2 separate regions of the Sus scrofa genome follow, and region 2 is linked to region 1. A link is a contact called in public HiChIP or PLAC-seq data. All regions are on one chromosome and are shown on one strand. Each heading gives the region's core, a stretch centred on a gene start, on an enhancer-like site or on the middle of the called end of the contact. The rest is flanking DNA. Distances are from core to core; before and after follow the strand shown. Region 1 holds the start of HEXIM1 (protein HEXIM1). Region 2 holds the start of NMT1 (glycylpeptide N-tetradecanoyltransferase 1).

What was found. HiChIP or PLAC-seq counts read pairs in DNA pulled down with a chosen protein or histone mark.
Region 2: an H3K27ac HiChIP or PLAC-seq map of alveolar macrophages shows a contact between it and region 1. The contact joins the promoter of NMT1 here to the promoter of HEXIM1 in region 1. A contact is called at or near these places in 4 of 47 Hi-C or Micro-C datasets (heart right ventricle, liver and skeletal muscle) and 2 of 2 datasets of contacts at active chromatin or transcription factors (alveolar macrophages and skeletal muscle).

What each region holds. Positions count from the first base shown.
Region 1 is chr12:18,267,909-18,271,807 of Sscrofa11.1, reverse strand. HEXIM1 (protein HEXIM1) reads left to right here and starts at 1,719. Exons shown (of 1, transcript XM_003131323.5): 1 at 1,719-3,899. The coding sequence starts at 3,357.
Region 2 is chr12:18,335,771-18,339,550 of Sscrofa11.1, reverse strand. It overlaps NMT1 (glycylpeptide N-tetradecanoyltransferase 1), which reads left to right and starts at 2,125. Exons shown (of 12, transcript XR_002337086.1): 1 at 2,125-2,261. DCAKD (dephospho-CoA kinase domain-containing protein) reads right to left here and starts at 1,897. Exons shown (of 5, transcript XM_005668727.3): 1 at 1,706-1,897.

The DNA.
Region 1 (3,899 bases), core at 470-2,969:
TAGACCAGGCTGGGCTCAGCTGTACCTTCCAAAGCCCCTGACTGAGGATAGCCAGGCGTCCTCTGGTGTCTGAAACTGTGACTGTGGAGTTCTCTGCAAAATCCCTTTACCTCAGGGCGCTCCCAGTATGAGGGGCAGTTCTTGCTCTCAGGGCACCTGCGACTGATGAGCAGCACAGAGGAGGGGCAGGCTTTTCAGAGTTCTTGGAAGCTCAGGGAAACAGGCTAGGATGTTCAATTTCAAAACATCTGGAGGTGCCCCAGGGGCACTGTTGCTTGCCTTTTCCCTTTGGGCGTGCCCGTCATCGCTTCCCCAAGGACAGCTCCCGAGTCTCCAGACAGGTCCTTTCTTTGGACAAGTTGCATGTGCTTTGTAGAATGCCCTACTTCATGCTACTCAAAGACGGCCAAGAAGTCATCTCCTGCATGAAATCTGTCCACAATTCTCAACTCCTAAGCAATTTGGCTCATAAACTCCCACCAGGATTTTCTTCACTTGCTATTCTGGCTTACTGTGGTTGGGTCGTCTCTCCAAACAGTCCCTGAGTAGCAAGGATGATACTTTATTCATCATTGTGCTCTCTTATCAAATCATTGCCAAAGGAAGAAATAAGAGCCTAAATTAGGCTGAAGCTGTTGGGGATGAAAAGGAACTAAATCCAGGAGTTCCTGTTGTGGCTCAGTGGGTTAAGGACCGTACCTCTCTGTGAAGATGTGGGTTCAATCCCTGGCCTCACTCAGTGGTTTAAGGATCCAGTATTGCCGCAAGCTGCAGCTTAGTTTGCAGAGGTGGCTCAGATTTGGTGTTGCTGTGGCGTGGGCCCCAACTGCAGCTCTGATTGGACCTCTGGCCCGGGAACTTCCATATGCTGCAGGTGCAAAAGAAAAAAAGGAACTAAATCCAGAGTTCATACGAAAAAAAAGAGTTTTGTGTCTGTGACAAAGAAAAATGGTACGGGGTCACAAAGACCTTTGCTCTGGCCTAAACTGCCACTTAGTTGTCATGTGACCCTGGACAGATCACTTAATTTCTGAGCATTAAAGAGGTTTCTTATCTCTAAAATAGAGACAATAATCCCTACTCTGCCTAACCCGCAGGGCTGTGGTGGAGCAAATGGTTCTGTGTGTAAAAGAACGTTGTGCAGTGGAAAGCAGCTGGAATATAAGACAAGGCTGTAAGTAAGAAATAGTAGGAATGGGTCACTGAGTGTATGGCCAACTGAGATTACAGAGAGGCTTAAGTGATTTGAACAGAGTTTGGGCTACTTCTGGGCCCTATCTTTTGGGCGGGAGCTTGGAATCTGGAGAACTTTCCCAAGGAGAGTATGTCCCTCCCACCCCCATGAATCTGCCCATAGTTCTGGGCCAGAATCCCCCTGCCCCCATTTCTGGGCAAGACTTCCTCCTGGGGGAGCCTCTGGCTCTGCTTTCCTCAGGGTGTTGCCTAGCGCCCACTGACGAAGAGCCTTGGTGGCTCTTTTGCTCTCTCTCTCTCTGCGTAGCCAGGATTGATTATTTCAACTCTTTATTAATTTCAAACCCCTCCCCCCAAGAAAGCAGCTCATCAGCCGCCCTGCACTCTTCTATCTGGGCATTTCCTGGTCGGTTCCCAAGTGAAGAGACCAAGAAGGCCTCAGGAGGCCATTTTCTTCCAAAGAACCTGAGGCCCCGGGGACGGGGGAAGGGGGGAGGGGGCAGGGGCAAGGCCTTCCCGCCCCGGGCCGGACAGCATGCACACCCAGCGTTTCCCCCGCTCAGGCTAGAGACTCGGTCACGGCCCACCATTTTGCACTGGCTCCTGGGGCGGCGGCAGTCCTGAAAAAAACCACGCTGGGGCTGGGACTCCGCCACTTTCGGCCAAGAACCCCAAGGCCAGTCCGAAGGTGGACGTCACCCAGGACTCGAACCTGCCTTCTCATCTTTGGAGGCCTAGTCCGAGATTGCGGTCACACTGTCCCTTTAAGGCGGCACTTTTTATTCTTCATTTGTTTACCTCTTCATGCGCTTTTTTAAAAAACACAAATTGTGTTCACAATATCCTTCCGCAAATGTCAATCCCAGTCACTAGCTACACACTCTGAAGCCATTCTTGTAATCTTAGGAATCTAAGACTTATTAGCCTTGGGCCAATATCTCTCTTTATAGAATTTAACCCTCTTTTGCACTTTAGGGACTATTTTTTAGGAGTAAACCATTCCTGCTTTAGTTAACACATGTTTATGACCTTCAGAACCTTTCCGCTGAGGACAGAATACGAAAAAAGCCTTTAAGACGCACCTTTTCATAAAAATATTCTGTGTGGGCCCTCATAGCCATGGAATCTTCTCGTATTCCCGAAGCAGAATGGTATGGTCCAGAACCCGCCCCATCTTCTCTGCGATTGGCCTTCCTTCCTCAGCGAGACGTGGGCCTCTTGGCCAATGGTGACCCACGTTTCTCTAGCGAGCGATAAGCGATGGAAGGAGACGGCCTGGAAGACGCCCCCTACGCGTCCTGGGATTGGCTACGTCGCACGGCGCGCGAGGATGGCGGGCCTGAAAGATGGGAACTACGACTCCCAGCTTCCAGGGATGGGGACTCCGTTACGCATGCGCATAGGCGGGGCAGCCCGGCTTCTATATAAAAGGGGCGCAGCGGGCTGGGAGGCAGCAGTTGGAAGTTGGCAGGTGGAGAGGCAGGTTGGGAGGGGAAGTCGGGGGAGGAGGCGGAAGAGGAGCTGTCGGAAGGGGGAGGAGGGCGGGAGGAAAAAGAGGAGGAGGCGGAGGAGAACTGAGCTGAGCAGAGCATCGAGCCAAAGGGGAGATGAGTTTGTCTGTCCTCGGTTGAGGCTCCGGCCGGGCCTAGGGAACTGGGAGCCCGGGTTGGAGCGACACCCGTGGAAGTGGGAGGAGGTGGCTCTGGGACTTTAACCCCTTGTGGGCTCTGCGGCAGGGGATTTAACCCTTTGTGGATCCAGCCCCTCGGAGTCAGCGTCATCGGGTAGTTTTAACCCTTTCGGGGCTGGGTTTAACCCGTTGGATTTAACATCTCGTTGCCCACCAACTCCTCGATAGCGGGGCGCGCTGCGGGGAGGCTTGAGGCCCACCCCCTCTGCACATTACGTACTGTTTTGCTGCTGCACCCCCTTGGACGCGCTAGCTGGCCGCGCTGTGAGCGCTTAACCCTTTACTGACTTGAACTCCCCAAGTTGCAGTTGGAGTTTGCTGACAGAAGGACTGGCTAAAGGCATCACTGCAGGAATTACAGACCGAAGAGGACTGTGTTGGACATTTTTGAAAAGAAAAGAAAAACCTTTTTTTTCTTTAAGGACTTAACAGCCAAAATTCTTCAAACTTCGAGAAGAGGATTCTATTAGCCATGGATGAGCCACTCTTGTCAGAGTATCAGCACCAGCCTCAAACTAGCAACTGTACAGGTGCCGCTGCTGTACATGAAGAGCGGAACCCCGATCGCCCCCCAGGCGCGGAGGAGCGAGTGCCCGAGGAGGACAGTAGGTGGCAATCGAGAGCGTCCCCCCAGTCGGGTGGCCGTCCGGGACAGGAGGGGGAAGGGAGCCAGGAGCCTCAGCTGCCTCCCTTGCAAACCCAGGTCAGCCCAGAATCCAGCTGCCCTGAAGCGGGTGAGAAGGGCCAGAATGGGGACGACTTGTCCGCTGGCGGAGCTCCCCCGCCGGCGGCGGGAGGGGAACAGAGGCCCGAAGCCAACAAGTTGGGGGCTTCTGCTGCAGGGGGCGAGGAGGCGTGGGGACAGCAGCAGAGACAATTGGGCAAGAAAAAACATAGGAGACGCCCCTCCAAGAAGAAGCGACTTTGGAAACCGTACTACACGCTAACCTGGGAAGAGAAGAAAAAGTTCGACGAGAAAGAGAGCCTTCGAGCTTCCAGGATTCGAGCCGAGATG
Region 2 (3,780 bases), core at 876-3,375, 67 kb before region 1:
TGTTGTCACTGCAGCGACTCTGGTCCTTGCTGTAGCAGGGGTTTGATCCCTAGCCCAGGGAACTTCTACATGCCCCAGGTGCAGCAAAAAAAAAAAAAAAAAAAAAAAAAAAAAAGTTAAATCCATCTAGCACATGCAAGTCTTTATTATTATCTCTGATCTCCTTTTGTCTGTACTGCATTTAAGGCATTGTGCTGACAGCAGTCCTGACCCCAGAAAGATGAGTGTGGGTAACAATTCTCAGCCTGAGTGGGTGTCTGTGCCTTCCAACGTCAAATATAAATGATTGGAGGTTTTCTGCTGCTTTGGATCATATTTACTTCAGTTCTTGCCACTGATGTTAAAACCAAGAGTTGACTATATTTAGCTGTTTTATTTGTTTTGTTTCCCTGAGTCAGAGGGGAACTATTTCTTCCCTCTCTACTCCTCTTCCCACGCTGAGAATTTCCCAAAGGCAAAGATCATTTCCCTTTTTGGCCACTGGAGCTCTCTGATGATAAGAACTTGTCTTTCCCTCACCACCTCCCACAACCCAACCTGAATGGGAAATCTCTAGGAATGGGAACCTTTTTTTTTTTCTTTTCTGTCCTTTTGCTATTTCTTGGGCCGCTCTGGCAGCATATGGAGGTTCCCAGGCTAGGGGTCCAATAGGAGCTGTAGCCACCAGCCTACACCACACAGCCACAGCAACGCGGGATCCGAGCCGCGTCTGCGACCTACACCACAGCTCATGGCAACGCCGGATCCTTAACCCGCTGAGCAAGGGCAGGGACCGAACCCACAACCTCATGGTTCCTAGTTGGATTCGTTAACCACTGCGCCACGACGGGAACTCCAGGAATGGGAACCTTGACTTTGGGCTCTGCCTTAAGATTCAGGTGTGAGGAGTTCCCTGGTGGCTCAGTGGGTTTATAATCCGGCATTGTCACTGTGGAGGCTCTGGTCAGTGCTGGGGTTGGGGTTCGATCCTAGGCCCAGGAACTTCAACATGGCACAGGAATCCCCCTTTCCCCCCAAAGAAACAGACTCAGGTGCCATTACTCAATCACAGGGGTGAGACCCAAGGGATTGGTGCAGTCAGTCAAGGGTAAAAATAGATTAAGATGTCAAAATTTCCTTCTTATAACATTTCTTTTTTTTTTTTTTTTCCCCTTTTCTTATAACATTTCCTTGGGTAGATGTATCAGACGACGGGGATTTCGTGGTGGTAAAGAATTCAGAGGGCCGAAGGGCAGACAGATCCAGATCTGTATACTGGCTTTGCCACTTATTAGCTATGTGACTGTGCAATTTACCAACCAACCTGGGCCACATCTCTTGTCTGAAAAACAGAAATAGCGCCCACATTCTAGATTTGTTAACAGGATTACATGAGCTGTGCTAAAAGCCTTACCACAGTGAATGTGGAGGGTTGCTGCGGAGAATGAAAGGAATGTGTGCGGAAGAGCTTCGTGGAGACCTGTGCCTGCAGGCCAAGAGGCGGCGAGGCCTGACAGAGAAGTCAGATGTCCTTGCTCAGGGTCAGTGTTCTGCACATCACAATCCAGCGCTTCTCATGAGGCCTTAAGCTACTACCGACCAGGGGCCGTACAGAATCCCGGGTAAGGAAAGGCGGCAGGAGCCAACTTGGCTTCTTGCTGTAATATCTCTCGAGGAAGGCTCCACGCGGGGTATCAGTGGGTCACACCCAGGCCCTCTTACTTACCCCGGAATGGTAACGGTCCTTAACTGCAGCCAAGAGCAGCTCACCTGCGGCCCAAACACTAGCAAGGGCAGGCTGAGGTCAACGTCTGAAACCCTTAAGTTGCATCAAACTACACTTCCCAGCATGCCACGCGGCCGCCGGGGTGGCGGAGCGCGGGCCTAGCTAAGCTTGGGCTGGTCTTTCCTCAGGCGCGGCCGAATTCCCAGGACTTCCGGGTAGTGCTGGTCCCACACCCAGGACAGCCGCACCTCTTAATTTCTGGGTATTGTAGTCCATCTTGTTTCGGTTTCCCACGAGTGAGCTGCTCTTAGTTACGGCTACCTTCGCCACAAACACTACAATACCCAGAATATCACGCAAATTTCTCTCGTCCAATAGGAACCCCCCATGTAGCGAGGCGCGGAGGCCGGCTCTCGCAACTCAAGATGGCGGACGAGAGTGAGACAGCAGTGAAGCCGCCGGCACCTCCGCTGCCGCAGATGATGGAAGGGAACGGAAACGGCCATGAACACTGCAGCGATTGCGAGAACGAGGAGGACAACAGCTACAACCGGGGGTAACGAGATCCTCGGAGTCTAATTCCTGTTTAGTCCCCCACAACCTGGGTCTTTGGGGTGCGGGGAAGACACCGGGAGCTTAGTGTAGCCCCGCCCCCATATTCTTATTGGCTGAGATATTGGAATCCTGCCTGGCGATTGGTTGCTGTCTTTGTCATTTTTCAGGTGGTGGGTGCTCAGTATATTAAGGCCCAAAGACATTCAGTACTTTTATTATATAAAAGTTCTGTGTAGTGTTGTACCCGTGTGGCTGAGGCTTGTCCGGGAAAAAAGCACGTTGAGCGATGGTCTTTGATGGCACAACACTGGTCAATCCAACAGTGCAGTTCAAAAGGAACGTTACTTTGTAGAGGTGTTGTGTGAACAGCGTGATTAGCAGTAAATGAATAATAAAACGTTTCACGGCAGTTCACTTTCGATGAGGAAATTCATCAGGCTTTACCAACCATAATTATGTTGTAAAGTAGCACTCCTAGAGAATCCCAAGATAGAAACTCACCTTATAAATCCTACGTAATTACTATATGATAATGTTTGGATAGATATAGTGTCCGTTGCTCCAAATAATCCATGTTTCGTAAGTAGTGTGTAATTAGGTCTTTGCTCAGTTAACTTTGTGAAGTAGCCTCGAGCTTTAAGACATTGACGGTGCTTCCTTGGACACTGTTTAGAAGTGGCTTAATACTGTACTTAGGATTTTGCCTCAATGGTAACTGTTCCTGGGGTGGAAGAAATGTATCAGGCGGTTGCCTGGTGAGCTTCCAAATCAGTTTTCGCTCTTGTAAGCCACACCCTATCGTTTCTCTTTCTCCATATTGTTACAGTGGCTGGCGCTAACGCCTCACTCTCCCTATCTATGTTCACATGTAGGTTTTCTAACGGAAAGTCGTGAGAGACTGTTTTGGATGTATAACTTTGGTTGAGTATGTGGTAGTCTAATTTTCATAGCCATCCTGACATTTGCAGTATTGGTTGGTGGTAGTCCTGGAGGTGGAGGTAAGAGGTAGAAGGTTGAGATCGTGGATAAACTTAAGAGAAATTCTGCTACCTTGAGGCAATGGGAGAACAAAGACTTGTTTAAGTCGTTATAAACTGCTTGCGATGAATGCTTAGGTTAAAAGATCTAATTTTGTGTTCTTCATTCGACATTGAAAATCACAAGAATGTAGGTGGAAAGGAAACTTGTCAAATTTGGTTTTTATGAGACTGTGTTCTTTGGCACACAGATCTAATGTAGTAAAAGCCTTGTTTCGAAGTTTGAGATTCCTGAGAAGGAGGAAGTAGGAACAGGAAGGAGGGAAAGTGCAGCCCTTCTGAGTAGAAATCCCAATCACACGTGGGAATTGGTGAATTCGAAATTCATTTCAGAAGTGAAAGTACGGCTTCACCTTTGCCATCTGTAGCTGCTTTTTGTTTTCGGGGGTAAACTTTTGCCTTGACCAGTGTCTGTAGGTCTTTCATTGGTTTCACTCCCTGTGATCTTTGAATCACTCTGTGAGACCCTTTGGCAGAAAGTTC